Regions from separate parts of the Rattus norvegicus genome. Here all the other regions are linked to region 1. The links are chromatin contacts, called in public Hi-C maps. All regions are on one chromosome and are shown on one strand. Each heading gives the region's core, a stretch centred on a gene start, on an enhancer-like site or on the middle of the called end of the contact. The rest is flanking DNA. Distances are from core to core; before and after follow the strand shown.

Region 1 (2,700 bases), core at 5-2,504:
GAGGGCGGGCAAGTGTTGTTTTCTGTGCTGTCCATCATTTGGGTGTAAAACTGTTTGGATCTTTACTTTCTATAGAAGGGCTGTTTGCCTTTTTTCTTTCAATGCACTAAAGGGAAGAAAATCTAATAAAGTAACTGAATCTACTGGTTATCATTCCTGCAGAATTTTCAAGTGTGTTTAATAGTGGTCTCTCATATAACTATAAAGAAATAAATAATTGGAGAGGAAAGGTCAAAATTGTGTTGTAGTTTGAGAACCAGAAGAGTCTGGGGATGTTTGAGTGATTGGGTAAATTGCTCAGCTGGGAGCTGTTTCTTTTTGCTGCCTTTTGGGCCTTTCCTTTGGGACACTCCCCCCACCCCCTTACTTTTGTAATGCATTTTGCAACCTTCAGTTAGAAAATAGCCATCAGAATTTAACCGCTAGTAAATAAACACATTCTAGTTCTATGATGGGAATCACTAAGTAGCAGAGAACGGTCTGGCTTCATTTGAAGAGAAAGATTCATGGTAGTCATGGTAGTAACTCCGAGAGTTGACACCAGAATCATGTTTGTTTGGCGTGTTAATGAGTCTAAGAGGAAATGGTGAAATCTGCTGATGACACCAAATTGTTTTGCTTGATCCTAACATGAGGTTTCTGGGAAGCTGCTTTGTAGTATTAGAAATAGTGGAAGGATTGGGCAATTTGGGGCAGACATGCTGAACTCGAAGTGATGGTTTTTGTGGAGCAGCCAGGGTACACCAATGAAGTTGCAGAGCCTTGCCCTCTTGAGGGAACTGCTCTCTCCAGAATGTGAAGACTGGGACAAAGAACATTCTGGTTAGAAGCAACAGTGATGTAAAAATATGGCATTTGAGTGTCTTTTGGACACTCAGGTCAGTCGTAGTATATAGGAGTGGGTGTTATTTCCCTTCAAAACAACCATGGGATATTGTGTGCTTACTTTCTACACATGCTTGCTTTTTTGATGGGCAGGTCTAGCCCTTCCTATAACCTTTTAAGTATTTCCTGTGGTTTGTAGATTATTCTTCATTTTTAAATAGCCGGCTGTCTTTTAGAATCTCAGTGACAGACTTAAAATGTAAACGAGATATAAAGTAGTACAGGGAATCGATTGCCTCCAGGACTAATTCTCAAGGAAATGCCATGAGATATTGCAAGGATGTTTGTACAGCAGTAGTAGAATAAGTTCTTCACTGATACAGCTCACAAATGTGACTCATTGGGCTGTGTACATTACAAAGGCCTGTTAACACACCCACCCTGTGATAGGCTATTGATTCATGGGACTGAAACCAGTGCATTGTACGAGCCAAGAACACATTACCACTGAGCCTTAACCCTGGCTCCACACGTCACACCTCTTTCACACTCCCCTTCTCCCTTTTCAAGCATTATTAGAAGAATCGGGACATTGTATACTACTTAGAGGGTCTCAGTACACTGGTGCCTAGAAACGAAAAAGGTTCTGGGAGTTGAAAACATAAGACAGCACTGTCACAGGCACTGTGGGCTGGCAGGCTGTAGGTATCCTCACATTAGGAAAGGATTTGTGTGGTCGTAAACAACTGAATGAAACACAGGAACAGGAGTCAAGAGGGCTGAGGGGGAGGAGAGCTTTCAGGCTCTGTGGTGGTGCCTTTGTTTTATCTAAGCAGGGAGAAGATGGGGCTGGCTCTACCTCCTGGAGTTGGAATCCCTGGAGTAATTTTGGAAAACCACTACAGAGAGTCAGGTATCTAGAGGGCCAGAAAAGGACTTGTATACAGAACAGGAAGACTTCATTCCTTCCATACTCTTCTGAGATTATTATAAAAAAATTAAAGTTTTCCATTTACCAATTGTATACGTTCCTGTTTCAAAAGCCATAAAGTCCTTTAAATGTTTTAATTTTGTGACACCCTTGTATTTTCACAGTTCTCGGTCTTTAAACACTTCAAATTGAAAAATCAGGAGAACCTTTACCCAAAAGTAGAGGAATTCTTTTGTGAGTAATATCCTGACTAAATAGCCCAAGCCAACCCACCCTCCCCAACACACCCTCCCCTTCCCCCCAACCTCCATGGGTCTAAATGCAAGGCCTCAGACTAGTTCTATCAGATTCATTGGAGGCCACTTGTTAAAAACAAAGATCTCATATTCTAGGGCTGGTGATGTAGCTCAGTGGTAGAGCTCTTGCCTAGCATGTACTAGGTCAGTGTAGAGCTCTTGCCTAGCATGTACTAGGTCAGTGTAGAGCTCTTGCCTAGCATGTACTAGGTCGGTGTAGAGCTCTTGCCTAGCATGTACTAACTAGGTCAGTGTAGAGCTCTTGCCTAGCATGTACTAGGTCAGTGGTAGAGCTCTTGCCTAGCATGTACTAGGTCAGTGTAGAGCTCTTGCCTAGCATGTACTAACTAGGTCAGTGTAGAGCTCTTGCCTAGCGTGTACTAACTAGGTCAGTGTAGAGCTCTTGCCTAGCATGTACTAGGTCAGTGTTCCATCTCAGTATTGCAAAAACTGAAACAAAGAGACAAAACGACACTGAATTAGAGCCGTCAGGGAGTACATTCTCAGCATAAGAGAATACTTGCTGAAAGTTGGTGTCAGCTCCACCCCCGACTCCTAACCGAGGGCACTGGGAAGGTGGAAGGGTGCTGGAGTAACAGAAACACTGTTATTGTGGTTAGAAAGTTTACTCTGAATGTCTGGTCATTC
Region 2 (2,700 bases), core at 50-2,549, 190 kb after region 1:
TGAAACCTAGGAGGACTATCTATAGTCATCCCACAGCTAGTTTTCCAATAAATAGTTGAAATGATACCACAGATGGGTTCACATAAGAACATTTCCACAGTCCAGTAACTCAAAGTTATTGTTGGAGTTTGATTTGAGGATTAGCATTTTCTATTTCTGCCAGTTTTATACAAATAATTTCTTAGTGCTACATTCTAAATCCTCATGGCTGCTCCTGTTTAGAATTATTAATGTATTCCGTTTGGCTCCTTCTTGTCCCTGTTGGGCCCTATCCTGAGCAACTAACATTCTCTCAGCTTTTGACCAGTAATTCTGACTTCCCTTGCTATTTCACATGGCTGAGTCTCCTCCCACTTCTCCCCCACCCCATACTCTAAGCCGTCCGCCCCCGCCCCCATGGTGTGGCCTCACTGAGTCACCTGACTGCACTGCTTAATTCCAGAATGCTCCTTGTTTTTCTGTTTATTCTGGTTTTTTCTTTGGCCTCTCATCGCTCCTCAGTATTAAATTCCCTTCCTGTCTATTATTCCTTCCTTCTTCTGTTTCTCAGCCCCTAGTTACTGGCTCCTTATCCTTAGACTTCCCAGCTTCTTAGCTCATGTCCTCATCTACTAAGGGATCTGATGTCCACCCACGTAGCGTGTGTTAGAAGGCCCGTGTGTTTGGAGAGACCATCTATTCACTCCTAATAGAATCCAGTTTGCAGTTTCCTTAGAAACAGGGCAGCTGCTGATCTTCAGATTACCCACGCTTCTCATACACACCCCTTTGTTGCATTAGGAGGAGCAACATTTATCTGTAAAACATGTCAGAAAAGTACCTTAATAAACGGTGTAAGTTAAAATAGCACTATTTATTATTGACAGGCACTTACTATTTTCTTTGAGAAAAAAAAAGGCCTTGAAGAGCTGACATTTTTTTTAAAGTTTTTTTTTTAATTTAATTTATTTTACTTATTCACTTTACATCCCTCTCACTGCCCCACTCCGGGTCACCCTCCCTCTACCCCCAACGCACAATTCCTTTTTCCTCTGAGCAGGTGCCTCCCTTGGGTATCCCTCCAACCCTAGCACTTCAAGTCTCTGTGAGGCTAGGCACTTTCTCCCCACTGAAGTCGGACAAGGTAGAGAAGAACATATCCCACATACAGGCAACAGCCTTTGGGACCCCCCCACACACCTGCCCAATTCCAATTTTCGGGACCCACCTGACGTTCAAGCTGCTACATGTGTGTGGGAGGCCTAGGTCAAACCTGCGCATGCTCTTTGGGTGGTGGTTGCGAGAAGAGGTGGCATTTCTTAATCTCTGATTCACACACACTTTCCTGGCGCTGTCAGAAGTCAGCCCTTAGTCCAGCATTTCAGTGCAGCTTTTACGGGGCACAGATATGAGAGTCACCTGACAACAAGTGACTCGTTTAGGATTTCAGCAAGCTAATTGCAAAGGCCTTGAGTTTCTGCCTCTTGATCCCTGCCGCATGAATACAAAAGCATGTATTACGTATTGCTTATTTCTATGAATGCCCCGGGGCATTTCCTTTGCTTTAATGAAATTGTGAAAATTATTGCCCAGTCAAGGAATTGTTAAATAGAAAACAAATAAAGTAGGCCTGAGGTACCTAGTTTATTACTGTTTTTCCATCTGACCAGTGATGGCAATTGTTGGTTCCTGGGCTTCTTGGACCTTGAACACTATACTCATGTTAGTCTACACAGTGAAGTTCCTTGAAGTCCTTGAAAAACCACAAAAACAAAATTTAAAAGTACAAAATGTTATTATTGATTAACTCACACTGACCCTTGTTTGTTTACAAAGTTCCAGGACTCTATGGGGCAGGGAATTCCCGGTGGTGAGTTTGTAAGCTTCCTGTGGGAACCAGCCTGTCTTGGCCACACACTTTAGATTTCTGACACTGTCTTTCTGTTGGGTTGAGGAGGGGCAGCAGTGTGTGGAAATGCTCTTGGTACTGCCAGCAGGCTGCTTGGGAATGAAAAGTGCATTCCAGTAGTATGTTAGGGGGAGGTTAGCTGGTCAGGAAATATAACCCTTACCAAAGGTAATGGTTCCCACTAGCATTTTCACTAACGAGTACCAGATGTGAGTAGTTAATTATTCTCAGAGCTGATAAGTACCTGTCAGCCAAGGCTAATTTTATTTTCAATAAACAGTGACCAAAGGTCCTAGCTGTTCATGTGATAGGATAGGGCCTGTTTGCACTTATCTATTAATAAATGCACAACACTCCTTCTCCTCTCGTTCTCCCTTCCCAGGGCCAGATAAAACACTTCAGACACTCAGAGTATTTGTCTCAGTAAATCAGACAAAGTAGACAAATCTGGTGATTAACTTGGTAAACAGAGAGTGGCTAAGTGTTACCTTTGGAGTTTAAGCCAATGCCAAATAAATAATATTAATCACATGGCATTTTCAATAACCTTTATGAAGTAAGACAGAGAGGATTTTCCACCCTTTTTTTTAACCACCAGATAAGTGTATCTCTTAAGTGTTTTCAGATGTCATTTTGTAGGGAGATTGTGAAAATCACTTTAAAATGAGATTTAGTCTTATGTACCATGAATAACCCATTGGGAACGTTATATCAGTTAGCATTGTGTGTAAACCTGGAAACCTTATGATCTGTTCCAGAAGGAAGACTTCCCCGGGGCATGTAACCTTTCCTATAGAGAGAGAGATAATAGC
Region 3 (2,700 bases), core at 92-2,591, 220 kb after region 1:
AATATATAATCTTTATGTTGTTGCTATGAGAAAAGAAACAAACAAAAATCACCAAGCCGTTTCATTCCAAACAGTTGCTTTGAATGGGTCTTTACCTGCCCTGTCTCTCTCTCCCCAATCTGTTTTATAGATACACTTTTGTAAGAATTAAAAGCAAAATACTTTTTGTCTTTAATCAAAGAAGGCTATAATTAGGAATTTAGAGAGGAACATTTTATGAATAAATATCAGAGGAGAGTTTTTACTCAGATAACTTAGGGGCAGCTTATATTTTCACATTTATATGTTTTCAGCTTCATAACAAAAATCATGTTCAGTTCCTTTTTTGGTACTCAGAATGTTTCTAAACTTTAAATTCATGCCTACCGTTCTTGTTTTTTGTTTTGTTTCGTTTTTTGTTGTTGTTGTTGTTGTTGTTGTTGTTTTGGGTTCTTTTTGGGTTCTTTTTTTTTTTTTGTTTTCATTTCTTTGGTTTTGATTTTGGTTTTCAAAACAGTGTTTCTTTGTGTAGCCCTGGCTGTCCTGGGATTAGCTTTGTAGACCAGGCTGGCCTTGAACTCACTGTGGCCCTCCTGCTTCTGCCTTGTTAATGCTGGGATTAAAGGCTTGTTTCCCCACTTCCTGGCTTGGGGCTTACTTTGTTGTGGTTTTCATTCTTGTGGACTTTCACTCAGTAATCCCAGATGGATCTTCCATTCCATCCAGACAGGCTCCATGTGGTCACCTGAACACAACGTGCTTGTACCTGCGTTGCCTGGTTGTATAATGCTGTTCCCTCAGCCTTCCCTTCTTCCCTCGTGTCCCTCAAGACAACATTCCAGTGCTACTTCCGCCATCCCCTGGCCTCATGCTTGGGTGTCAGTGCTGTTCTGTGTTTGACCTGCTATGGAAGTAGTCCATACTGCCTCATATTTTAACCTTTTGTTGTTGTTGTTCAAGTTTCCTCAGCAAAAGGGGCATCCACACAGAGGACCAAGGCCATATTTTCTAAGCAACATCAAAATGGTTGATTTGGCTCAAAACTATATTATTTCTCTTGTTTCCTCATCAGTAGATGGGCAACATTCATCTTTGGTTTCTCAGAAGTACTCTGAGGAAGGACTGAAAGACTGACAGTGAACTCGGAATTCTCTTAAAAGTAGTTAATAGAAGAAGAAATAATAGAAGCTAAAAGAAGAAATTCCAGAAGGATTACCATAAGTGTTCAGTGACAGCTGTATGACACAGCAACCTGACTTTTCTACAGTATCTAAAAGTTAAAATGGACAGTCAAGCGCAGTCAGAGGTGATAGGCTTACCCTTTGCCTGCAGTCTGTTTAAGCAAGCCAAGATGAAGCAACAGTGCTGGGAAACGAGCTGCTCTGAGTAACGTATTTGTTTAGGCTGCTTCTTAACCTCTGCTTCCTCTCCACAGTATCCACCTTTTCAATGCTCTCTTGTATAGGAGAGCATGTTAGCTGTTCGAATAATAGAGATCACTCCCACTGTGCCAGCACTAGTCGGTCCCAGTCTGATCACACACACTGGCCTGTTTACCAGCTGGAGCTCAAGGGAAAATAGCAGTGGGACATTAAACAAACAAGCCAGCTAAGAGGGCTGTCCAGGCCCAAGAAACAGAGTTTCTGGATTTGTTTAAAGAATTAAGCTCATGCACTGCACTTTCTCCCTTTGCAGCACAGATAGAAATCTTTGCTGGAGGAACACTTCAGCATCCCAGCTGCGAGTATAACTTACAATGGAAAATGGGTTTTTTCAGTTTGGAAAGAGGCAATTGTGCTTCTGTAATGAAAGACAAGGATGGAGAAAATGTGTTCAGGGTTGACATGGCGTGATGAAGAGAGCAAAGTCTAGTGTTACTGTTAGTCCTTGGACATCTCTGTTTGCACCTTACTGTTGGATTGATCAAGTCCACAGTGTCCACCGTGCTGAGGACTGTTCAACATTATGGACATTACCGTAATCGGAGAAGACATGGTTACTGCCCTTGAGGGAGTGAACATTGAATAGGCAACTGATAGAGATTAGGATCAACAACAGAATTATGTAAGTCAGGTGTAATCAAAGAGCCCCAAACAAACTACAGAGCAGAAGGTAAGGAATGCATTACCGTGGACTCGGCTGCTACGTAGCTGTAAGTTTCTTGGATATCCTCCACGTATTATATCCTTTCTCTTAAGCAAGATTGTATGTGCCCTTTACCAAGGACAGTGTTTACGATCGTGAACTTAGGACTTTGAGTCTCTTGCAAAACTGTAAGAAGAGTGCGAATGGGAGCCAGCAGTGTGACAAAGATGATTTTAGAGGAGAAGTACTTCACAGCAAAGGAGGCACAATGCTTGGTCGTAATAGAGATGATACCCTTTTTCAGCTTTGTAAAATGTGACTTTTGGTTACAACTTCAAAGGGGAAAAAAACCTACTCTAATTTGATTACTTTCCTTAATTTAAAAAATATAGAACACTTCATTTCCCTCTCAGTCTCAGTATGTTTTCATTTTAATTTGCCCCACTTATTAGTTTATTCAGCACATAATTATTTTTGGCAGGCTTATATCCCATGTGCCCTGTGGGTATAGGTTGGGGTCCTGGGCAAAGCTGGAAAGACTAAGGGGTAAAGTGAGCACCTACCATTTTAACTTGTTAAGATATGTGTGTGTGTTTTCTGCAGTTAATTTTGTAGAAACCTCTAATTTTAGCTAGA

What was found. A called contact is a pair of places that touch in the nucleus more often than the background predicts.
Region 2: a Hi-C map of liver shows a contact between it and region 1, with 4 times the contacts expected there. The contact joins two enhancer-like sites. A contact is called at or near these places in 3 of 12 Hi-C or Micro-C datasets (kidney and liver).
Region 3: a Hi-C map of liver shows a contact between it and region 1, with 5 times the contacts expected there. The contact joins two enhancer-like sites. A contact is called at or near these places in 3 of 12 Hi-C or Micro-C datasets (hepatocytes and liver).

What each region holds. Positions count from the first base shown.
Region 1 is chr6:103,897,932-103,900,631 of GRCr8, forward strand. The region is part of intron 7 of Rad51b (RAD51 paralog B); the gene reads left to right. Among named protein-coding and RNA genes, the nearest start is that of Rad51b, 70 kb to the left of the region's middle. Within about 2 kb of position 1,255, at least 9 of the 93 cell types and tissues checked have an H3K27ac peak or open chromatin away from gene starts, as enhancers often do. A contact at or near this core is called in hepatocytes and liver, where this site is marked.
Region 2 is chr6:104,089,507-104,092,206 of GRCr8, forward strand. The region is part of intron 7 of Rad51b (RAD51 paralog B); the gene reads left to right. Among named protein-coding and RNA genes, the nearest start is that of Rad51b, 260 kb to the left of the region's middle. Within about 2 kb of position 1,300, at least 13 of the 93 cell types and tissues checked have an H3K27ac peak or open chromatin away from gene starts, as enhancers often do. A contact at or near this core is called in liver, where this site is marked.
Region 3 is chr6:104,117,145-104,119,844 of GRCr8, forward strand. The region is part of intron 7 of Rad51b (RAD51 paralog B); the gene reads left to right. Among named protein-coding and RNA genes, the nearest start is that of Rad51b, 290 kb to the left of the region's middle. Within about 2 kb of position 1,342, at least 26 of the 93 cell types and tissues checked have an H3K27ac peak or open chromatin away from gene starts, as enhancers often do. A contact at or near this core is called in hepatocytes and liver, where this site is marked.